Linked DNA regions of Sus scrofa: region 2 is linked to region 1. The links are chromatin contacts, called in public HiChIP or PLAC-seq maps. All regions are on one chromosome and are shown on one strand. The core of a region is the stretch at or near the end of the contact, and the rest is flanking DNA. Distances in the headings are between cores, read along the strand shown.

Evidence for each region. HiChIP or PLAC-seq counts read pairs in DNA pulled down with a chosen protein or histone mark.
Region 2: an H3K27ac HiChIP or PLAC-seq map of alveolar macrophages shows a contact between it and region 1. The contact joins two enhancer-like sites. A contact is called at or near these places in 1 of 47 Hi-C or Micro-C datasets (embryonic fibroblasts) and 1 of 2 datasets of contacts at active chromatin or transcription factors (alveolar macrophages).

What each region holds. Positions count from the first base shown.
Region 1 is chr6:69,738,480-69,744,918 of Sscrofa11.1, forward strand. All of the region lies in intron 2 of SPSB1 (SPRY domain-containing SOCS box protein 1), which reads left to right. Among named protein-coding and RNA genes, the nearest start is that of SPSB1, 21 kb to the left of the region's middle. Within about 2 kb of position 4,017, at least 25 of the 83 cell types and tissues checked have an H3K27ac peak or open chromatin away from gene starts, as enhancers often do. A contact at or near this core is called in alveolar macrophages, where this site is marked.
Region 2 is chr6:69,884,826-69,891,488 of Sscrofa11.1, forward strand. No RefSeq gene overlaps it. Among named protein-coding and RNA genes, the nearest start is that of SLC25A33, 47 kb to the right of the region's middle. Within about 2 kb of position 4,421, at least 10 of the 83 cell types and tissues checked have an H3K27ac peak or open chromatin away from gene starts, as enhancers often do. A contact at or near this core is called in alveolar macrophages, where this site is marked.

The DNA.
Region 1 (6,439 bases), core at 2,767-5,266:
CCTGCTGCCCCTTCCTGGGCACGTCCTTCTGGAAAAAGCCGCTGTGTAGGGAGGCTGATGCTCCCTGTGGGCTGTGAGGGAGGGGCCGGGGGGTCAGGGCTGATGCTGGGAGGGGCGAAGATCCGTGTGATGCCCTGGGTCCTTGGCCAGGGAGGTGGCTCCCCATTGTGCGTTCCTGCTGTCCATTGTCTCTGGCCTCTGCCTTCTCTTTGCATGTCCTCCCTGCAGTATGGGCCCTGCCTGAGGCTCCTACAGGAGGCAGGACACCAGGCCCTCTGGCCACGGCCTTCTTTGTCCCTAGGGCCACCCCCACCTTCACTCTCAGGCTTCCGGCATCCTGGGAAGACCGTGAGTTTTGATTCTCACTTGCAACCTGGATCCTGGATCTCACCTGCACTCTCTCTGAGCCTCCGTTTCCACATCTATAAGATGGGCGCAAGGGAGTTCCCATCGTGGCTCAGCGGTTAGCAAACCCAACTAGCATCCATGAGGACTTAGGTCCGATCCCTGGCCTTGCTCAGTGGGTTAAGGATCCAGTGTTGCTGTGAGCTGTGGTGTAGGTCGTAGACATGGCTCAGACTCTGCGTTGCTGTGGCTCTGGCATAGGCTGGTGGCTGTAGCTCCACTTGGGCCCCTAGCCTGGGAATTTCCATATGCCGCGAGTGCGGCCCTAAAAAGACAAAAAATAAAATAAAACCAAGTGGGTGTGAGGATCAGAGCAGGGACCAAATGAAGGAGTCATGAAGTGTGGCTGGTGCCTCTGGGGAGTTGTTTCCTCCTTGTCCTTGGTCATGTCGCAGTCCTGGCGGCTCCCCCGGGTCCGTGCCTCTCCTGGGCTCTGGACACAGCGGGGACCTCTGAGGACTCTGTCTGTGGTGGGAACAGTCTTGTGAGCTGGTGCAGGGGAAAACTCTAAGGAGGGCCCCCGACCCCAGGAACCCAGCCTCGGGGGGGTGTTCCTGGGGAGCAGGTGGGGCCCAGGAGCTGAGGGCTCAGTGCAGTGAGGGCACCAAGTAGCAGCACCGTGAGGGGTGCGGGGCCCTGTGTGGAGACAGACAGAGGCCAAGCCCGGGAGCCACCAGGGCCACTGGGTGTTGCTGACCTTGCCCGTGGGACATAGCCCACCCCCTCGGGTCAGGGCTTCACCCCCAGTGGCTGCTCCTCATCCAGCACCTTGAAATGCAGGACAGGAGAGGAGGCCAGCTGGAGGGACAGTGCTGGGGGCCCACCCGCTCCTTGGGACCCCAAGCTGATGCTGTCCCCTCCAAAGTTGAGTTGAGGGGGAGATGGGCACTCTCTTGGGTTGGGGGCTTGGCGACATCCTGAGGCTGATGGTGAGTAGGGAGCAGACCCAGTGTCTGCCCAGATCAGAGAGGGGGTTGCAGGGGCTGGGAAGGGGCAGAGCAAAATTGGATTGCAGTGGCAGGAGGGTAACGGATTTTTATGTGGCTTTGAAGTACAGTAGCCTCCCCGGTTCCGACCCCAGCCCCAGATGTGTCCAGTGTGGCTTGGGTGGGTGGGTGGGGATGGGCTTCAAAGCACTGCCCAGCGTGGTAGGTGGAGGCAGGACAGCCCAGTTGGAGTGAGCTTCCCTGTCTGCACCCGCAGTCCAAGCACCCAGCCCCAGGCCTCCTGGAAGGACCCTGGCTGGGCCTGGCCCTGGACCGGCCACCTGCCCGCCTGGTCCTGGGGTCAGAGATAGGACTCTCCTCAGGAGGGTGGGAGGGAATCCATACTTCAAGCCCCTTGGGCCAAATGACTTCTGTCGTGGTGGCCAGACTCACCTGCCCAGGACAGGGCCGGGGTTGCCTGCCAAGGACTCCAGCTGTCCAGGTTGGTGTCTGCTTCTCACTGTTTCTGGGCACCCTCCCCCCAAACTTTGGTCTCTCTTTATCTCCCTTTAAAATTTTCATAGCAGAAAGCTTCTTCTATAAATGTTTACCGAGCACCCACTATGTCTGGGCCATTGTTCTAGGCAGGGGGTTACAGCAGGAACAAGATGGATGGGAAGGTGATCATTAACCATTCTTGTCACTCTCGGGCCACCCGCTGGGTGCTGGGTGCCTTTCTATCTTTAGGGTTAGGCCGCAATACTTCCTCCCTCCCTCCCTTCCCCAGCCAGGTGGATTCACCCCGCCTCACAGAGGACCCTGGAGATTCGGAGCCAGGGCTGGTCCTGTGCTCCGTACCTGGCCTGCCTGCTTGTAGAGAATCCAGGAGGCGCCACAGGGATGTGAAAGGGATGTGGGGGAGTCGCTGAAACATCCTCCAGGGCAAGATCTCGTTTGTCACGGCTGAGTCCTGTGTCTGCCTGCCTAGCACACTGGCTGGGACCTGGTGGTGGGGGGCGCTTGTGGGAACTTGTCACAGGAGTGAATGAAGGACTACGCCAGCCAGCCTCTTTATTGACCATGGAAACATTAGCAGCTTTGATCTAATCAGCTCCTAGGCTGGGGTTGTCTCTCTGTCTCCACGAGGGCCAGAACTCCATGTACTTAGTTCAGCATCCCCGGGTGCCCGAGATGGTCCCTGGAATACAGTGGGGCTGAATCCGCCGAGTCTTCTGCAGCCATCACTTGATCACCCCTGCATGGCTGTCCCCTACTCATGCTGATCCTGACCTTGCGTGTTTTTTTTTTTTTTAATGTATTTTATTGCAGTGTAGTTGATTTACAATGTTAATTTCTGCTGTATAACAAAGTAACTCAGTTATGCACATATAGACATTCTTTTTCCTATTCCATTCCATCATGTTTATCACAGGATATGGAATATAATTCCCTGTGCTGTACCATAGGGTCTCGTTCTTTATCCCTTCCGTGTATAATAGTTGGCATCTGCTCATCCCAAACTCCCTGTCCATCCCCCCCCACCCCCGCCCCCTTGGCAAGCACAAGTCTGTTCTCTGTGTCTGCGAGTCTGTTTTGTAGATAAGCTCGTTTGTGTCACATCAGCCTTCCTTTTGAAGGTTCCCTGGAGGGTGGGCCCCGTGTCTCTGGTTTCCTCGTGGGGACTTTTCGCTTACGTCACTGGTGTTTTTGAAGCCACGCCTCCCATGGCGGTTGGTTTTCGTGGAACGGAATTACAGGAAGTTCTGTTCCTGAAATGTGGGGATGACGGGGAGGGGTCCCCCGCCCCCCGAGCTCCAGTGGAAGACCCTCCCCCGCTCTCAAATTAGGTATCTTGCAGAGTTCCCAGGTGGCACAGCAGGTTAGGGACCCAGCGTTCCACTGCCATGGCGTGGGTTCGATCCCTGGCTCCAGGACATTTGCATGCCACCAGTGTAGCCGAAAAAAAAAAAAATGAGGCTTTTCTCTGCTCTGTTCACAGCTCAATTCCTGAGTCTCTGACCCACTCCCCAGGCCAGGGCAGTGGGACTGACTGGCTGAAAAAGGCAGCAGGATAGTTACAGGTACTGGAGATAGTCCTATTTTCCTTTGAAAACACACACACGCACACACACACACACACACACACAGCTGAAAAAAAGCTCTTAAACCTCCTCAGTTTAGTCTGCAGAGGCATCACAGGCGGTGGGCCTTAAACATTTGCATTCCTTGGGCTTAGCTGATCTTTTGCAGTGTCGGGTTTCTGGGTTAGTGGTACATGGAGGGGGAAGCCAGACCGTCTTTACAAAGAAAGCACGTGTGTGCAGAGGAATTCCAAATATCCGGGGTGGCACGGAGGGGCCTCCCAGTACCAGGGCCTTTTCTTGGGGGGAGAGCAGGCCCTGGACTTGCTCTAAACTCGCCCCGACCTGTGGGTCATCATCTTGGTACCCGCCAGGAGGCGATACAGCAGCCAGGTTCTCAGACCTTTCGTGAACCCTCACTATTGGGCCAGGAATGGGTAACACAGACACGCCAGAAGCTCGTGCTCCACCGCCAGAGACAGACGCGGGCTGCTCGTTAATGCTGGTATTTCATCATGTCTGCGACCCATCGAGAGGAAGCTTCCTCATTTTGTAAGAAGCTGCTGATGGTCGCTGGAGCGAGCTGTGGACGCCGGAGCCAGCCTGATGTCAGCGATGCTGAGGTGTGAGTCAGGCCGAGTCATGAGAGACAGGATGGGGGCACTGCCGCGTTCATGGGAGAGGTTTGTTCAGCAGCAGCGGGTACCTCCAGGGGCAGGTGATGGGCAGAGCAGGAGGTAGCAGCAGCAAGGTCAGTGCCAATGTGCACTGCCAACCAGGTGACCACGGTGTGTGGCCCCGTTCTGGGGTCTCACCAGTCATTTATTTGTTGTGGCCTCTCACCCTCTTTGGGAGCAGCCGCAATGAGTCTGTTGTACAGGTAACCTGAGAATAGCATGGGGCCCTCTCTGAGCTCCCATCCTATGAGGGTATCAATGGCTTTTTTTTTTTTTCCTGTCTTTTTAGGGGCGCACCCTTGGCATGTGGAAATTCCCAGGCTAGGGGTCCAATCAGAGCTACAGCTACTGGCCTACACCACAGCCACAGCAACGCCAAATCCGAGCCGTGTCTGTGACCTACACCACAGCTCACGGCAACGCCAGATCCTTAACCCACTGAGCAAGGCCAGGGATGGAACCCGAAACCTCATGGGTCCTAGTCTGATTCGTTTCTGCTGTGCCACGACGGACACTCCTGAATGGCTCCTTATTAATGACCCAGACCCCTGGGACTTAGTCCCTGGAGCCTGACTCCTCCTCCTCCTCTGTCTTGAACCCGTCTCCGGAGCTTTTCCTCGCGAGCACTCAGTGTAGACCAGGCACTGGGATGTGTGTGCCCTGGTGTCCAACCCTCACATCGTCCCTCGAACCCTCATGCTGTTGCTGTGAGACAGACAGGGTTTATTGTCCTCGTTTTGCAGTTGGGGAAGCTGAGGCCCCAAAAATCTCAGGTCATAGCCGGGGAAGGGTCAAAAGGGGGGTTCGAACCCAGGTCCCGTCTCTCACATTCACAGGTTGTCGACAGATTCTCATGCGTGACTCCTCCCCAGTTTGTATGTGACTTGAGCTGTTGGCAGGTGGGATTTCAAAGTCCTGGCTTGATGGTTGATGGACAAGGGTGTCTGCAAATAAGACCCAGGGTGATGCGTGTTCCTTAAAGCCTTGCGAGAATGGGCATAATTGCTGGGGACAGATGTGCTTTTGGGGTCCTGGACCAAATTCTGGGGTCCTGGTCTGACCACCTCTGGTTCCCCTGAGGGTGAAAATTGGCAGAATATTCCAGAGGGTCCGGAAGAGCCAGTGTGGGTGGGAGTGTATGTCCGGTCCTGGCCACTCGGATGGTCAATAGGCAGCCGAGGTGCAGTGGGGGGGGGCGTGATGGAGGGAGCACCGTGTTGGACCATCAGACACCTCCAGCCCCCCCAGCCCCCTTTCCTTTGTTGTCTGGCCACGTCAGACGTCTGGGTTTGCAGAGAGGTTCCTGAATGGGCCTTGGAAATAGGTCCCTCCCTTCCCGTGCCGCCGGCACTGACCCACGTGTGACCTTCCCCGTGGTGACAGTGTCTGGCCGTCACTCTTTGATGCTGTCTGTGGAGGGGCAGCGACTGTGTGGGGGCAGGTGGCCAGTTCCCCCCGCCCCTGCCTTCGAGGACTTTTGGCCTCTGCTGCAGCTTCTTTGGGATGCGCGCCTCCAGCGCCCTCCCCCCTTGGCCACCTCCGAAGGGGGAAATCCACACTGCCGACCCTCCGTCTGAGCATCCGACCTTTTCCGCTCCCGTGAAGTGCCCTGGCTGGGCTGGCGGCTTTGACTGTCTAGATGGAACAGACTAATTCCTGCTGGGCTGGAGCCGGGGGTGGGGTGCTGGCGGCTCCGCTTGGCCCCTCTCCGGCCCCCAGCCCCTCTGCCTGGCTCGGGCGCAGATGTTCCTTCCGCAGAATCCCTGGGGTTTTTCCGTCCCCACTCCACCCCCACCCCCTGGCTGGCTTGGGGAGCCGTCCCTCAGGGCCTGTTGGCAGAGATCGTGGCGGATCTCAGAAGAGGCTTGCGTGGGACCCGGGCGCGAGGCTGACCCTGAAGGTCCACGCGTCAGGGTTGCCCGGTACCCGGAGTCAGTGCTGGGCAGCCTCGCCCTTCACCTGGGCCTGGAACCCTGTCTGCGGGCTTGCGTTGGGCTTCATGTGTAGGCTTCGTGGATTCCAGAGGAGCCCAAAGCAGAGACAGGAGGACACAGACCCCCTCTCCCTCCGAGGAGGTGGGTTCTTCCTCACCCCTGGTTGCCCCTGGATCTTTGGGCACCGAGAGCCCAAGCTGGGCAGGCCCTGGGGAAGTGGCCTTTGCAGATCTTCAAGGCCTGCCGGGCCTCAGCGAGACAGTACTACGTCCACACCATCGGCATCTTGCTGCTGGGCTCCCGAGGCGATGAGCAGTATCTTTCTGCTGCGATGCTTGCAGACCACGGGGACCGAGTGTGGGACTGCAGGTCCGTGGGACCGTGAGCCTCTTCCCTCCCTCCTCGTGGATCCTTCT
Region 2 (6,663 bases), core at 3,171-5,670, 150 kb after region 1:
AGTGGCTTGGGCAGTGGCCATGCCCAGAATTACCTCTGGCTTAAAGTCTACTGCCGGTCCCAAACCCTCAGAGGTTTAAGAAGGGAGAGAGCAGGGGGAAAAGAAAAGAAAAGGGAGTTCCCATTGTGGCTCAGCAGTTAAAAAACCCAACTAGCATCCATGAGGATGCAGGTTTGATCCCTGGCCTCGCTCAGTAGGTTAAGGATCCGGTGTTGCCATGAGGTGTGGTGTAGGTCACAGACTCGGCTCAGATCCCACATTGCTGTGACTGTGGCATAGGCTGGTTTTGACCCCTAGCCTGGGAACCTCCATATGCCACAGGTGCAGCTGGGTGGAATGAGGAAACATCTCAGCAGGTCTGGAAATAGACATCCAATATTTTTCCATTTTTGAGGGTTTTTTTTTGGTTTGATTTCTTCTGTTTTTTGGGGTTCTTTGCCTTTTTTTTTCAGGGCTGCATGTGTGGCATATAGAAGTCCCCAGACTAGGGGTCGAATCAGAGCTACAGCTGCCAGCTTACAACACAGCCACGGCAACACCAGATCCTGAACCCACTAAGTAAGGCCAGGGATCGAACCTGCATCCTCGTGGATACTAGTCGGGTTTGTCACTGCTGAGCCACAATGGGAACTCTGGTTTTGTGTTTTTTATTTTAACTGAGGTGGGTTTCACATAGCACAATTAACCACTACAAAGTGAACAACTCAGCGGGTTTAGCACATTCGCAGTGCTGTGCAGCCACAAACATGGTTCCAAAACATGGTTATCAGGCCCAAGGGGAACCCCTAGCAACCAAACCATCAATCCCTGTCCCCACCCTCCAGCCCCAGCCCCTGGCTACCACCAATCTGCTTTCCGTCTCTGGTTTTACCTATTCTGGACATTTCAGATACATGGAGTCATTCAGTACGAAACTAGACACCTGCTGCCATATTTAGCTGCGCTTCTGCTGATCGTAGCACCCACATCTTACTTTGGGGAAGCGCTTCACCCTCCCTTCAATCCATGAGGTTGGGCAGCCTTCACCCCCCTCCTCACTCCACCCCACCCCTGCCCAGTGTGCAGGGGCAGGCACATGACCCAAGTCCGTCACCGCGATTGGTTCAGAGATGGGCTTGCAACTCAATCCCAGCCAATGAGAGCAGCCACAGGACTTCTGGAGCACGCTCTCTGCTTGGCTCACCAGATCAGCAGAATGGGAGACTGGAACTGCTGGCAGCCGCCTTTGCCACTGTGAAAGGAGTGCCCACCTGGGGAAGAACCCCCCGGAGGAAAGCAGAGACAGAGCATTGAATCCAAGCAAAGGGCTCATGTGCTGAAGACTCAGAACACCAAACTCTGAAAGTGAGAGTTTGCAACAAAGCAAGGATTTCTTGCAGGGCGCCAAGCAAGGCAATGGGAGACAAGTCTCAGATCCACTCCGTCTGACCTCTGAAGTAGAGATTTCTAAAGGGGAGGACAAAAGAGCTGGGGCTTTTTGTTTTTGTTTTTGTTTTTCTTCTTAGAGCCACACCTGCAGCACGTGGAAGTTCCCAGGCTAGGGGTCTAATTGGAGCTACAGCTGCCAGCCTATGCCACAGCCACAGCAACACAGGATCCGAGCCACATCTGTGACCTACACCACAGCTCACGGCAACGCCGGATCCTTGACTCACTGAACGAGGCCAGGGATCGAACCTGCAACCTCATGGTTCCTAGTCAGATTCGTTTCATTTCCACTGCGTCATGACAGAAACTCCAGGGCTAATCATCTTAATCTTCTGCTATCTATGCATCTTTGGCCTGGTGGTCTATGAACTGGGATGGGGGTGTCAATGTCACCATAATCTGTACAGGTGATCTTGCTCTGGAAGATAACTCAGAACATCACATAAACAGTGATGCTAATCAGAAGACTATGGCTCAAGGCACCTGATCTTCACTGCTCCTTACTGATTAAGCAAACATGCGGTCCAACAGGTCAGGGCTAGGACAAGAGAAATAAGAAGACCAAGAACAGAAACCCAGGTATGAATTTTAATTATAAACTAATCATAGGACTCAGTTTCGATAGGAGGCTGGTTCTTGTCAACATTACCTGAGCACCTGGATCCAGCTCAGCCTGAAGGTGGGACTGTCCTTAGGCATTTCTTTCTTTTTCTCTCTCTTTTTTTTTTTTTTTTCCAGGGCCACAGCTGCAGCACATGGAAGTCCCAGGCTAGTTGTCGAATCAGAGCTGCAGCTACCAGCCTAGCCACAGCCACAGCAACACCAGATCCGAGCAGCATCTGTGACCTACACCACAGCTCACGGCAATGCCGGATCCTTATCCCACTGAGCAGGGCCAGGGATCGAACCTGCATCCTCAAGGATACTAGTCGGGTTCGTTACCCCTGAGCCACCACAGGAACTCCTTAGACATTTCATTTTTGAAAGCCAAGAGCATTCATCCCTTTGTGCTCAAGCTAGTTGGAACTGGGTTTCTATAACATGCAACTGAAAAAGACTGAAACAATACATGTGGCATATTTCCCTCCCCTGCTTTCACATCCTCCCACTGCTTACGGGATAAAATGCAACCCCTTAGCAAGGAACATACGGTCTCCCTGATCCAGCCCTGCCTCCCTCCTCCTGCGTCCCTCGTACCCCCTGCCTCTTGTTTAACATGCTAGCCGCATTACACACACACACACACACACACACACACACACACACACACACTTGCAGCTCTTCCCGCCCTTGGGGTCTCTGCTCCTGCTGTCTCCTCGGCCCAGAGTGCTTTCATCGCCCCCACCCAACACTCAAACACCATTCATCTTCACCCCTCCATCCAGACATTACCTCCTCCAAAAACCCTTCCCCGACTCCGTGCCCCGCCTCTCCTCCAACTGAAAACCTCGTCCCTCGGGCTCCCCTCGGCCCTGGGTGTGGTTCAGTCACAGCGCTGGCCTGCACACTGTTGTTCATTATCTGCCCTTGTCTCCTCTCCGCCACCCCACCCCCCGCCACCACCCAAACAGGGATCCTTCGGGGCCAAGTCTGTGCCTGGCTCCCCGCTGACCCGTACAGGGGCCGCAGGGAGGCTTCAGTACCTGTCTGTTAAATGAATGAAAGAACGAAAATCCTGGGAACACTGTTCTAAAGAGCTTATATCCCAACTTTTCCCCAACGATAAAGAGTTTGTTTCTCCTTCTTCTCCTCCTCCTTCCTCTTCTGCGGCCGTGCCCAAGGCATATGGAAGTTCTGGGGCAAAGAATCTAACCCGAGCCACGCCAACAACCCGAGTCACAGCAGACCTTCACCCACTGTGCCGCCGGGAACCCCCAGAGTGGAAATGTATGCAGCAGGCTTCATCCACTCTGTCCGTACTTCAGGATGCAATTTCTAACCTTTCACTGACTGGTCCTTTGGCTGAGATTGGACTCTGGGGCCCTCCCCTCCTCCCGGGGCGGCACCCCACCCTCACCCGTGGTGGGGGGAAGGCGGGATAAGGGAGATGGGACTTGCTCACGGGGAGGCCTTGACACCACTGCTGATGGTGGGGAGCACGTAGGTCTCTCTCCAGCCCGGGGTGACCCCAGTCAGGCCCTTAGACGCCACCCAAGCCTGTCTAAGGCTTCCTATGGTGGCACCTGCCTGTCTTTAGATGCGAGAGCCTGGAGGCTGTCAGAGGGGGTCATCTGTTGTCTCCCCTTCCTCACCCATGGTGCCAATCTGCAGACCAGCCAAGGCAACGACATCAGGCCTCTGTCCGCCTCTCGCCAGCTGGCTCCACGCACTTTGATTCAGTGTCTGGGCCTCCGTGAACAGAGCGGCCGGGGGAGGTGACGTTGGCAGGGTGGGGCAAGGAGCCTCCCAGGCACAATTTCCCTTACTCCTGGATCTCCCAGGAGGGACCACCCCTCTGGATGGTAGTTATGGTGTGAACAGAGGGGGTGCGGCCAGCTGGGTGACTCAGGAATGTTTGAGAACCCGATAGCCTGAGGCTGGGGATGAAGATGCACCATGCCTTTCCCCCAGGGACAGGCAACATTCGTTGGCCCCCAGGGGTCTCCTTCCCCTGCCAGTCCTTCCAGTTACTTCTCAGGGAGCAAAAGTTGCCTCTCTGGACACTCCGTGCTCCTGGAGCTGCATTTACCTTCCCCAGTGGACCTGGGCCCTAATTCTAGTAACCTGGCCCATCCCAGGACGTAATCAGGAAGGACGGTCCCCATTGTTCCAGGCTGTACTAGGGGGACCCACAGCTGGCCTCTCTCCTGGGGTCAGCACCTCAGGGTCTGGTAGGCTGGGAGTCTCCCCCTCTGAGAAGGCAAGCCACTTACCCACCACCTGCCTCTGTTTGAAGCCCCAGTATGTTCCATGTGCTGCCACCAGGGTCACTCAGCAACCCTACACATTCCCAACCAGACCCAGCTGCCCCAGTGGAGAAGCACGGGACCTAGTCTTTGGGGGAATTACCATTAAAATTTGCCTCTCAGAGGACTTCCCTTGTGGCTCAGCAGGCTCTGGTGTCGTCACCACTGCTGTGGCTCTGGTTACAGCAGATTCCATCCCTGGCCCAGGAACTTCCACATGCTGCAAGTGTGGCCAATAAAATTGCTTCTCAGGACTTCCTGCTGTGGCATAGTGCTAACGAACCCGACTAGTATCCATGAGGACGCGGGTTGATCCCTGGCCTGGCTCATCAGGTTAAGAATCTGGCCTTGCTGTGAGCTGTGGTGTAGGTCACAGACGCGGCTTGGATCCTGCATTGCTGTGGCGGTGGTGTAGGCCGGCAACTGCAGCTCCAATTCGACCCCTACCTTGGGAACTTCCATAGGCCACATATGTGGCTCTAAAAAAGGCAAAAAGAAAAAAAAAAAGTTGCTTCTCAGAGATTCTTTTTTTTTTTTCCAGTAATGGTCTCTTAATTTGGGAGAAGGGAGTGTTTCATTGCCTTATTCGTTTATCAAATATTCAGAAACCAGGCACTGGGCTAGAGGCGGTGTGGGGGCCAGTGCCCACCCCGGACCCAACAACAGCAATACAAATTAAAAACAACAAAATGCCAGACGGGCACAGTGACAAAGTGTCCTGGCACAGGGCGGAGAACGGGAGAGCCAGGGTCCCTAAACAGCACCTCCCGGATTTAGTTTATGCCACAAGAACTTAGAGAACCTGCTGTGCCAACAAATGCTAAGCCTTTTATTCTTTTAAGAGCTCCACAGGGCTGGTGTTGTTATTATCACATTTCACGGAAGCTGGGGCCACAGGGCACAGAGAGGTTAAGGTGCCCAGTGTCCCATAGCTGCTGAGTGGCAGAGTGCGTTTGTACCCCAGCAGCCTGGCTCAAGTCCTGCTCTTAGCCACTGTCAAGTCTGCGTCTGCTGCAGGCGAGTCTCTGACTAAGCTCACATCGGTACTGGGCCACTGATGGAACAAGTGTCTTTCCTGCTCATTCACCAGGCAGAGGCTTCGTCTTTGGGCCCAAGAGCACGGGGGCGGGGCGGTGGGGGCCGATCAAGGCTTTACACCTGCCTTTGAATGAACAATCTGTTCCGGAAGGAAAAGTAACACAATGAAACCTGACTCTGGTTGAAGGGCCTCTCGTTCCACCAGGGAGAGGGGACAGGCTCCCAGAGGGGCAGGTCCAGGACCTTCTGCCTGGAGCACTGACCTCATTGTGAGCACCAGCCACAGGGAATGTGCCTGAGGGCCCCAGGGGGTCTTGAGGGAACCTCAGAGGACAGCCCAACTCAGAGGCTGACCCCTCCCTCATGAGTGCTGACTCGCTCTTCGGAAAACGAACAGGTGGAATTCTAGAAGCAGGAGCACATCACGGGCCAGTGGGCTCTGCTCTCAGAAAGAGGTCACTTCTGGAACGAGGCAGCCCCCCTCAGTTGGAAACGCCACCAAGGCCAGACTTCTGCCTTGTTCTCCAGAGCGCCTGTCATCCCCAAGCCCCACAGCTGTCCTGTAAGGGACCAGCCAGCCAGCTGTTCGAGTCCACAGGCCCCACTGCCCTGCTGAGATGGTTCACTCTGCTCCGGCTGCTCGCCCTTCTTCAGGATGAAGGATGGGCTTGTCTCGTCCCAGGAAAACTTTCTTTATGGATACTGACATTGGAACTTCATTGTATTTTCAGATTCATGAAATCGTATCCTTCTTCTATCCCCCCAACTATTTAGAAAAGTGAAAACCACCCTTAGCTTGTAGGTTGCAGGAAAACAGGTGCTGGCAGGATTTGGCCAATAGGCTGTCACTGGGCGTCGACCGCCCACATGGCGGCCACAACACTCGGGATCAAACCCAAGCACAAAGATCCTCACGACCCACCAATCAGGGCTCCCCAGGCCCCCTAGGAACTCCCTGTGAGGTCTGTAGTTCTCAGTCCACGGCTCTCTTGTGGGTTCTTCTGGAATATTTTTCCTCCCTTTGCAACACTCGATTGTCTTGTTTGTTTGTTTTTTAATGGCCACACCTTCGGCACAAGGAAGTTGCCACATGAGGAATTGAATCTGAGTCACAGCGGTGCCGTAGGTTGCAGCTGCAGCAGTGCTGGATGCTTTAACCTGCTGTGCCAGGGCCAGGGATGGAACCTGCCCCTCTGCGGTGACCTGAGATGCTGCAGTCGGATTGTTAACCCACAGCACCACAGCGGGAACTCCAACACTTGTTTGTTTTGAAGACCCAGTTCCAGCATCC